Linked DNA regions of Drosophila melanogaster: region 1 is linked to region 2. A link is a contact called in public Hi-C data. All regions are on one chromosome and are shown on one strand. The core of a region is the stretch at or near the end of the contact, and the rest is flanking DNA. Distances in the headings are between cores, read along the strand shown. Region 1 holds the start of disco (disconnected). Region 2 holds the start of CG42354.

Region 1 (4,622 bases), core at 1,582-4,081, 110 kb before region 2:
CGACAAAGTGTGAAAAATGATTGATCGATTTCGTCTCGGATCTCGGACCTCGATTACGTTTCGATTTTGGTGTTCGTGCACAAAGGGTGCCGTGCTATTCCCGTGTTAATAAAGAACTTTGTGCCCGATTCCGATTCAGTATCTTGTTCTTGACTTTAGCCCGGTGACAGTGGATCTGTGGGACTCTGAAGTCCCTGAATTTTGATTCCAGCGGCGACAGCAACGACAATCGACATAATAAGATAGCAATTATTTATCAAATCTGGCAGGGGGCCGAAATAAATCGAAAGAAACGAGCATTTATTTCTCCAAATTTTTGATTAATGAAACCATTTCGCTACACAATAGAAGAGAAAGGAAAAACGAAAGTGTTGACTAGCACTGTCCAACATGAAAAAAAAAAAAATGGGGGGGCGACATCGAGATGACCCCAGAGAAGATATTTCCATTCGTTCCAAACAATATTAAAAAAAAAACCTTCGAGGATTGACTTTTCACCTTCGAACTCACATCAATCAATTCACAAAGGCCAGTTGGCGGCGCCGAATTGAAAAGTGACACTCAGCAATGGGGAATCGATTATAAAGGCACTCCACACATTAATATTATCAGATATTATTCTCAAATCAAGCAATTTGAGGACACCTTGTTGAATAGAATCGAGGCAGCATAAAGGTTGCTGCACTTGTCACTTAAATTGATGGTACATTCTGTAAAAACTTCGTTGAAAAATGATTTTCACAACACATCTAATTATAATCATTAATTTTCACATCACATTTTAAAGTGGAATTATGGTGCTTTTAAGTTTCAGATAAATCTGTTTATCTGAAAGAATTATAGTTTGGGTTTGGAGGATTTATTCCCACCTTCAGATTAAAAATTGAAGTAAACATAGTTTTTAGGAAAACAACAGTGAATAAATTGTGTTATTTATATATTTAGAACAATTAATGTTTCTGCAAAGGTACTTGCGATTACGCGATTACGAAAGCTAAATAAGAAACAACTAATTGAATGAGTGATGCATTGTATTTGAGAAGCCTTAAAGCTTAAAGCTTTAGGTTAACAAGAAACTGATTTGGGTTTGGTTTATAAGTAGTAAGTAAACTTACTTGAATGAATTTTAGTTAGAACCTTATATACCATTTAAACGTATGGTATGATATGTAATACTTAAAGATATTGAATGTTAAGAGAGTGCTTTTTATTAAGTCCTGACCATTTCCTGGAAGTCCAACATTGATGCTAACGCCTTGTGGGTATGCAACATAATAATGCGGTCCTTATTGTTATATTTTTTTATGGTGATTAATGCAAATAGGATTTGTTCCGTACGGTTTTTTTTCGCTTTAAGAACTTTTCTCGGACACTTGTGTGGATAAATTGAAGAACAAATGTGGCCAAATATGTATGTGTGCTTTTGTATCCTTATGTGGGACATTCCGGCGTCTAGCAAATACATACATATACTGTGTGGGAGTGTGGGTGAGAATTATTTTAATTCGGCAATGAAAAGGACAATGAAACGACAAGGAGCTGTGTATATGTGTGTAGGTGCTGCTATCACATAAGGCACTTACATACCGAAGCTGTGCAATTTACATAAGTTATACATGCATACATATGTACATACATATATAGTGGTGGTGGGGGCGGTCATGGTGATAGGATCGTTGAGGGACTGCGGTAGGGGTGTGGGGTGGAAAGAGGAAGCAGCAGCGTCGCTTCTTTGTCACCAGTGCTCGAATTCCATTGGTGCTGTGTGGCGACAGGGAAAAAAAATCGAAGCGAATCGCCCCCATTGCCAAAGTGTCACCCATACACAGATACACCTATACAGCGACATTCGCACCCACACACACACCCATACAGATGCACAGCGCAATCGCAAAACAAAGAGAGCCGCTCAACGCGGCCATTCGTGCGGGTGCGATAGGGACGGCGAGAGGGCACAGCACCGAGTGGACAAGACATCAAATGACAAAAATTTCAAAAGAACCTTCGTGAAGAGAAGCAGAGAGGAGAAGCCCAAGACAAAAAGTGACGTCGCAGCAGCGACAAATTACGTACTGTGTACTGTATACTGTGGCCATTGCCATTTCACTCTCGTTGCTCTCTCCCTCTTGCGCTCTTGTGCTCCGGCTCCCTCTCTCTCGCTCTGTCACACTATAGTGCCCGGCCATGTACTCACACCATCGAACCCAAGGCACCCATACCAGCAAGCGGCGAGAGCGAGCGCTGCGTTCTCTTTGGCTGGCGGCAGTGCGTGTGAATGTGTGTGCCGCACTGACCACACACACACACGTCGCATGTCGCATGTGTCAACCCAACGAAACGGTTTCGTCCACTCAGACGACAGTGTGCGAGCGGGCGCGAGATAGCCGCACGAGCGTGCCAAGCCGCTCGCACGCACGGGACGGCGCTCTTTCGCGGCGTGAGTAAGAGAGTGGTGGCTACTCTTGCCTCGCACTGCTTTGCCGACTGGGCGAGCGGGATGGACTCAAGTGCGGGCGGATCTCTCGCTCGCACTCGGGCGAGTGCCTAATGACCCATCGACGACAATGTGACGAAGGCCAATTCCAATAGCGCGCTCTCTCACACTCTTCCAGGTGCAAGAGCGAAAGAGTGAAAGAGAGAGGGCGCAAGAGCGAGCGGGAGAGCGAGCGAGAGAGAGCCAAATGTCACCCACCCCGCGTGTGCGTGTGTGTTTGTGTCAGTCAGTCGGTGTGTCGGTGTCGGTGTCGCCGCATTTGTCGCTCGCTCTCTGCCCGCTGCGCTGCCGGCGTCGCAGTCGCCGCACAAATTCGTTGGTGAAACGACAAATCGACAATCAGTGTCACCCACGACATTCGAAGAAGTGGATCTCTGCTGTCCCTGCTCTCCGCACATCCGCATCTTCGTCGCTACTTCGTTTGCCACTCCGCATATTCACATATTCGCATCCGCATATTCGCGTCCAGTCCACTCTTCTCTCTGCCGCGCGACCCAGTGCATAAGTGTGCGTGCATACGAGCGTGTGTGTGTGTGTGTGTGTGTCATCGTCAACTGTGAACGACCAACTTTTTTAATATCTCAGCAAAATGCAACAAAAATAAATGCACCACGGGCATGAAAACAACAACAGCACACAGCTCCAACAGTGAATTCTACCATCTGAATTTATCAACTTTTTACGCAACAAAATATCAAAACAAAACAAAGCGAAAGAAACCCTTTTTTTAAATCTCAAACCTGTGACAAAGTGAGAAAATCTAAAACAAAAAAAAAAAACAGCAATAAACCAAAATACAATAAAATATCTACAACTCGCTGCTAAATTAGCAAAAGGTATGTATAGTTCGAGTAAAGTTGATTTGCCGTCGGCACTTCAAGCAAAGAATTCAAATTCAAGTGAAGTCATAGTGAATATTTTTCGAGATCAGAGGAGTATTTTCTAAAAAGAAATCCTGGTGCCATAAAAATATTACCCATTCAAGAATTGTGTTATGAAATAGGAACGCAACAATAGGATTCTTTTCGTGGTAAATAATGATCTTGTTAGGATCACATAGGCTGCTAGTGGCATTAATATGGTATTACCATTTTCATGGGATCTCTGGTGATGTGCTGCCATCTTTTACCTCTAGTCTATGGATTTTCTTATAATATCCTGACTTTGCTAAATTGAAAACAGCTTGTTAATCCAATGTTCGTAAACCCATTTTTGTCTATTTGCTGCGTGAGCTTCGACGACAAAAAAGTGATGTCTTCGGGGGAAACGCCAAATGTCAAAGTTGTAATTAAGATTTTTGTCTGCGGTTTTCGAGCTCTGTTTTTCTCGTTGATGTCCGGACCATCGGCGTTGTCATCTTTGGACCATCGCATGCCCCTTGCATGCCCCTTGTGCCCATCGACTCCTGCTTATTATAATGTACTACTATTAACAGCAACTACAACAGCAATTATAGCCGCCGGATTGCTCACATCTCGGCATCTTCCATCCCCAACTGCCACACACCGTACTCCACAGATCTTGGATCTACCATCTACCATCTAAAGCGTCTCCCAACTCTCGGAATTCTTCAATCTTGTCGTTTCTTGTCTTGGGTACTTTCAACATTTTGCTGCCTTTGCCACTGCCGATAATCAAAAAACGTTTCGTCCGAGAGCCATCAAAAGTTGTGATTGGTTTTTCCCCTACCCCCAGCTGCCCAACATCACCCCCCCTTTCACCATCGGTGGCTTAAGACATTTTAAGCGTTTGACAAAAATAATTACCCATGTACATGCATACTCACCTCGATCTGTCGACCGCGTGCACTGAGAGAAAATAGAGAGGTTGTTATTGTTTTCCGTTGCGCCTTATTGTGCTATGCAAGATTGTTATGATGCTTAGATCTTGAATTGTTTTATATTGAAATGTTAAAAGATCTATATTTTTTTTTGAGTTGAATCTCTTTTTTAAAAGATTCTTGGAAGATAAAAAGGTATAGGCACCTTCAACTCATATGATATAGTTAACTTATAATGATCTAGAAAATTATTGCAACATCTTTGGGTCATTCTCTATTTCTTGAATGGTAACAATATTTTCGGCACCTAGTCAGAAACTGATTACTTCCAAGTACCTGACAATTAAG
Region 2 (4,583 bases), core at 1,938-4,437:
TGTAGACCCCATTTGCCTGTTTGCAAAAATCGCAAGATCATTTCATTGATGGATTTGATTGGCAATAGAAATTGACTATCACTGCGAATGGTCATCCAGTTGGTAATGAAGCATATCGGAAGTGTGTTTATAGTTGGGGAATTAAAGCAAGACAATTGTGCTCTTGCACTTTCTAATCTCAAATTTTAAGCATTTATTTCAAGAACGGCTTTTTTCTTGCACTGCAAATTCAGCACGAATCATGCCAATATAATAGATTTTAATTCAAAAATTGTTACTTAAAAAGAACTTAATAATTTGTTAAGCATGAAAATAAACCTTAATTTAAATTCAATTCTTTAAAAAGGAAACGTACAAATTTGGTAGCACAACAAACAGGGCAACTAAAGCCATTAAAATAATAAGTTGTGGTTAGGAGATGTTAACCCGCAACCAAACGCAATTAGAAGGACACTTGGATAATTCAGGTAGCTTCTTTGTGTCCACATATGGGTAGCCAAATGCGAAATGCAAAATGCAAAATGCAAAATGCGAACTGCATGCATGAGGCTCGGGACAACACAACATCAATTTCCTGTTAATGTCCATATTATGAATCGGGGGTACAAAGCAACAGCAGCAGCAGCAGCAGCATCATCATCACAGCAAAGCAAATTTAATTGAGCCCAATGCAAATTATGGTGAAGAGAATTTTCCCACAGATCGCCAAAGGTTTTAACGATACTTTTTCACTGCCTCTTTTTGACGTAATGAGCCTTAAAGTCAAACGTAGACCTGACAGCTCCAATGGCTTAAACGTAGCACAGAAGCTGCAACTAACCACAAATCACAGTAACTCCATTGCATGGGCTCGGTTTTGGTTTTGGTTTGGTCTTGGGTTTGGGTTTGGGTTTGGGTTTTGGTTTCGGTTTTGGCTTTGGCCATGGCTCTCAGTTTTGAGATTCGGGACCAGCAAGATTGCGTTTTGGCTCAGACTTTAGCTGGGAACTGAAACTCCTAACTGGGAGAATATGGGAAGTCGACGCAACGCATAATCATTATCACTTAAATTGGGGGCCCACCTAAATTGGTCGGCCGGCCATACGATGCGATGCCATGCGATGCGATGCGATGCGATGCGATGCGATGCGATCCGATACCAATATGTAAGCATATCCATGGAGCATCCATGGTGAGGCCAACCCCAAGACCAATTATGTGGGTAAAGCCAAAGTCAAAGTCGCTGCTAATACCAAAGCTAAAGCCAAAGACGAAAAACGAAAATTTCCGTCTTGTGAAATAAAAAAGTATATGCATATGCATATGAGGCTGATGCGAAATCCCGGCACCTAAAACACCACAAACCAGACAACAGTCCATCCAGTGCAGTGCAGTTCAGTTCAGTTCAGTTCAGTCCATTCCATTCGCCATCGAAATCGCCCAATTCGAGTACCGTAACCGAACCCCCGAATTAAGCGCACCATGGAATTGTTAAACTCTATGCGACCATCGATTGATTGGCCGACTAAATCCTGAAACCATCATTACGCGCAGATTGCCAGTTAAGCGAACGGAGGCCATGCCCTTGGCATTGTCCACGGATCTGCAAAAGGGGGCATGCCCGCAAAATCGCCTTTTGAAACAGTTCTCACACTAATCCAAAGGAGAGAGGATGGCTCGAGGAGAAGCTCTGTTTTGCTCTGTAAATGGCATGGTACATAATTGCTTAATATCGGTGTCATAAATAGAAAAGCATATTAAGTATAAAGTACAAAAACAACCAAAGTATAGTTGAAAGTTAGTGAATTGGAATTGTAATGGAATTGATACATAGTGATTTAAGATTAAAATTAAATGATTTTTTAAGAACTCAAAACTTAATTCATAAGCCAACTAACAACTAACCAAACAATTGCGATTAGTTATGCCGATTTCAAGTAAATTTTGCTGGTTTCATTTTTTACTTGTAAGGCAAATTGTGAAATAGTGTAGTTAGTTTACTTATTTGTCTGCATAAACTACAGATAAACATAATCAATTTTATTTCGTTTTTCAGTTTGATTAGCCCTAGCTTTATCTAGCGATCACTATTTATTTTATTGTTATTACTGAAAAATAGCACAACGCTAGTCAACCCTAAAAATATAGTAACTACACAAAAAATTTATTTTGTGTAACATACTTTTTTACGTCTGTTTTGAATAAACACCAACAGATGGCGGTAGTTTAGTCTCCAAAAATAGCTACTACGCGCGCTTTTGCAGAACTTGCACTATCCGCTGGATGGCGCTTCACATATTTCTATAATTTCTTACGAGCGTTGCCATATCCACTGATTTTGCTTAAACAATAAGTTTTAGCCGTAACAAACCTACATTGCGGAAATACAATATTTGTAGAAAGTCTCATGTAGCCTTAAAAGAAGTGGTTCCAAATGGGTTCGAAACGCTTAATTGAATATGTAACATTTTACAAAAAAATGTTATCTAAATTTATTTTAAGGCACATGGCAAAAAAAACCGATATTAAGGCTAACGATTTTAAGGTGTGATATTTTTTAAATTGACGTGTTTTCAGTATATTTTGTTAAATTACCATTATTTCCATTCAGCACATACTAAACATTCTTTTAAATTTATTTTTTTAAGAGCCAAATAATTTCATTTCTTACTTTTAATAAATTTCATAATTTGAATTCTCAGCATTCTTATTCCATGCTGCTGGCAACATCATAGGTCGAACTTGTGGCAACGCCTTAAAATATCCTTACTTGAAAAAATAGAACCAAAATAAGCAACACGTTAAGAAATCTCCTGTATAATTTTGTATACCCATTATTTGAAAGTTGGCAAGTATATTTTTGGTTCGTCGACAAGGACCATTGCAGTGGCTTGTTAAGAACAAATTGTTATTTATACATCCTACGTTATAAACATTTAATTTAAAAACATTTCTTTAGCCATAAGAATATACGAAATTAAAACAATCTTCTGATTCAATTAATATGATAAGATATATGCCAATTTCACCCGTTTCTTTCGGTGTAGGCCAGGTCAGCCGGAAATCTTAACTTAAGCCAGAACGAAATCTCGCCAGTCCGGTAGCGCTGCAGATACAATGAATACAAATACAACGCTTTAAGAGAAGCCTATGTTATTAAAAGTGGATCGTATTGTGGATTCCATTTGCCGCAAAAAAAATCGTTGCTGTCGCAGTCAACTTTGAAATCTTGTGGTGAGCGGACGTGTTATTTTTTTGTTTGGTTTTCCCGTTCCCGAACGCCGGAGTACTTTTTGTTGTTAAGTGCGCGTCGTCGTACCGCCGCTATTCTATTGTTCACGTTTGTTTAGGTAATTGTCGTTAAATAAAGTCAAATACAATCACACCGTATATACGGATAGTATCTGTATATTGGCCCTGTATGTCTAACCGCCTTTGCATCTGTGTGTTATATTTACTTTACCATCAAGTACGACAAAATATTCGACTGTTTTTCATTTATTTTTTTTTCGGGCTTTTTGGCTTTGTAACACACATTGTACCACCGATGTACGGCGAAATTAATAATACTCAAAACAGAGAAACATAAAAACAGTGGTGGTTCGTTGGTTCGGTGGGGGAGGGGTTTTTGGGGATCTCAACCACCGCCGATTGTTTATAGTGGTTGTGTGTGTGAACGAACGTTAGTGCGAGTGTGTGTATCTGTATGATTTTGTATCTTTTTGTTGTTGTTGTTGTTGTTGTTTTTGTTTTTGTTGTATTCGTGAGTGAGTGCGGGTTAAAGCAAGAGTTTGTGAAAAAAAAAAAACGAAATAACGTTGGGGGTTTTCTTCAAGACCAACTGGGATCTGGGATATTCTTATTGGCATCCGTCAGTTACTGCGCGGTGAATGAACTCCAATCCGAACTCACACTTTGGCCGTCTAGCTGCCAAACCAACGGAAAAAACGAGGCGCACTAAGCATTAAACGTAAAAAAGAAATATATGTAAAAAATAACAAAAAAAAATGAAGGAAATAACCAAAGCAAGCACAAACTCAAACTCAACTAAAACCACAAAATGGTGGCTGAGACACACAATTATGGCTTATTTTCGAAATATTAACCCAACTGTGCGCAACGGCAATAGCAACAGCAAATAACCATAACAATGACGAAAGCAAAAAGGCAGAAAAAGCAAGAAAACCTAGGTCCAATCAGAAAAAAAAAAGCAAAAGCAAATGAGAGCAGCGGCTGCAGTTTAATGTCTTTCACAGTTGCCTTCAATACGGGCTCTTCCCAAATCGGAACGGACACTGATTCATTTTGGGAACACAAAATCCAAAATCTATTTGGAACGAGACTCCATGCGGAATTAGGGATGCAATTCCCAATTCCGTGGTGGTAAGGGTAAATTTATGCCATAAATCGATCCATGCTATGGACCGTAAAGGTACACTAAAAAAACACACAACAGCACACACACACACACACATTCGAATTTATAAGATTTGAGGAGGGTTGGGCTCTTTGGGATACAATATTTCAAAATAGTCATATTTTTCAGTAAAATGTTTGCTTGTTTTCACATGTTTTTTTTTTATTAAATACAACCATTTATTAAC

Evidence for each region. Hi-C and Micro-C count contacts between places; a contact is called where the count stands out from the background.
Region 1: a contact with region 2 is called in a Hi-C map of the Kc167 cell line, with 4 times the contacts expected there. The contact joins the promoter of disco here to the promoter of CG42354 in region 2. A contact is called at or near these places in 21 of 107 Hi-C or Micro-C datasets (the D17-c3 cell line, the Kc167 cell line, the ML-DmBG3-c2 cell line and 10 more).

Annotation. Positions count from the first base shown.
Region 1 is chrX:16,214,959-16,219,580 of dm6, reverse strand. disco (disconnected) reads left to right here and starts at 2,831. Exons shown (of 2, transcript NM_078638.4): 1 at 2,831-3,330.
Region 2 is chrX:16,103,550-16,108,132 of dm6, reverse strand. CG42354 reads left to right here and starts at 3,187. Exons shown (of 6, transcript NM_001144730.3): 1 at 3,187-3,329. It overlaps CG42353, which reads left to right and starts at 3,187. Exons shown (of 5, transcript NM_167485.4): 1 at 3,187-3,329.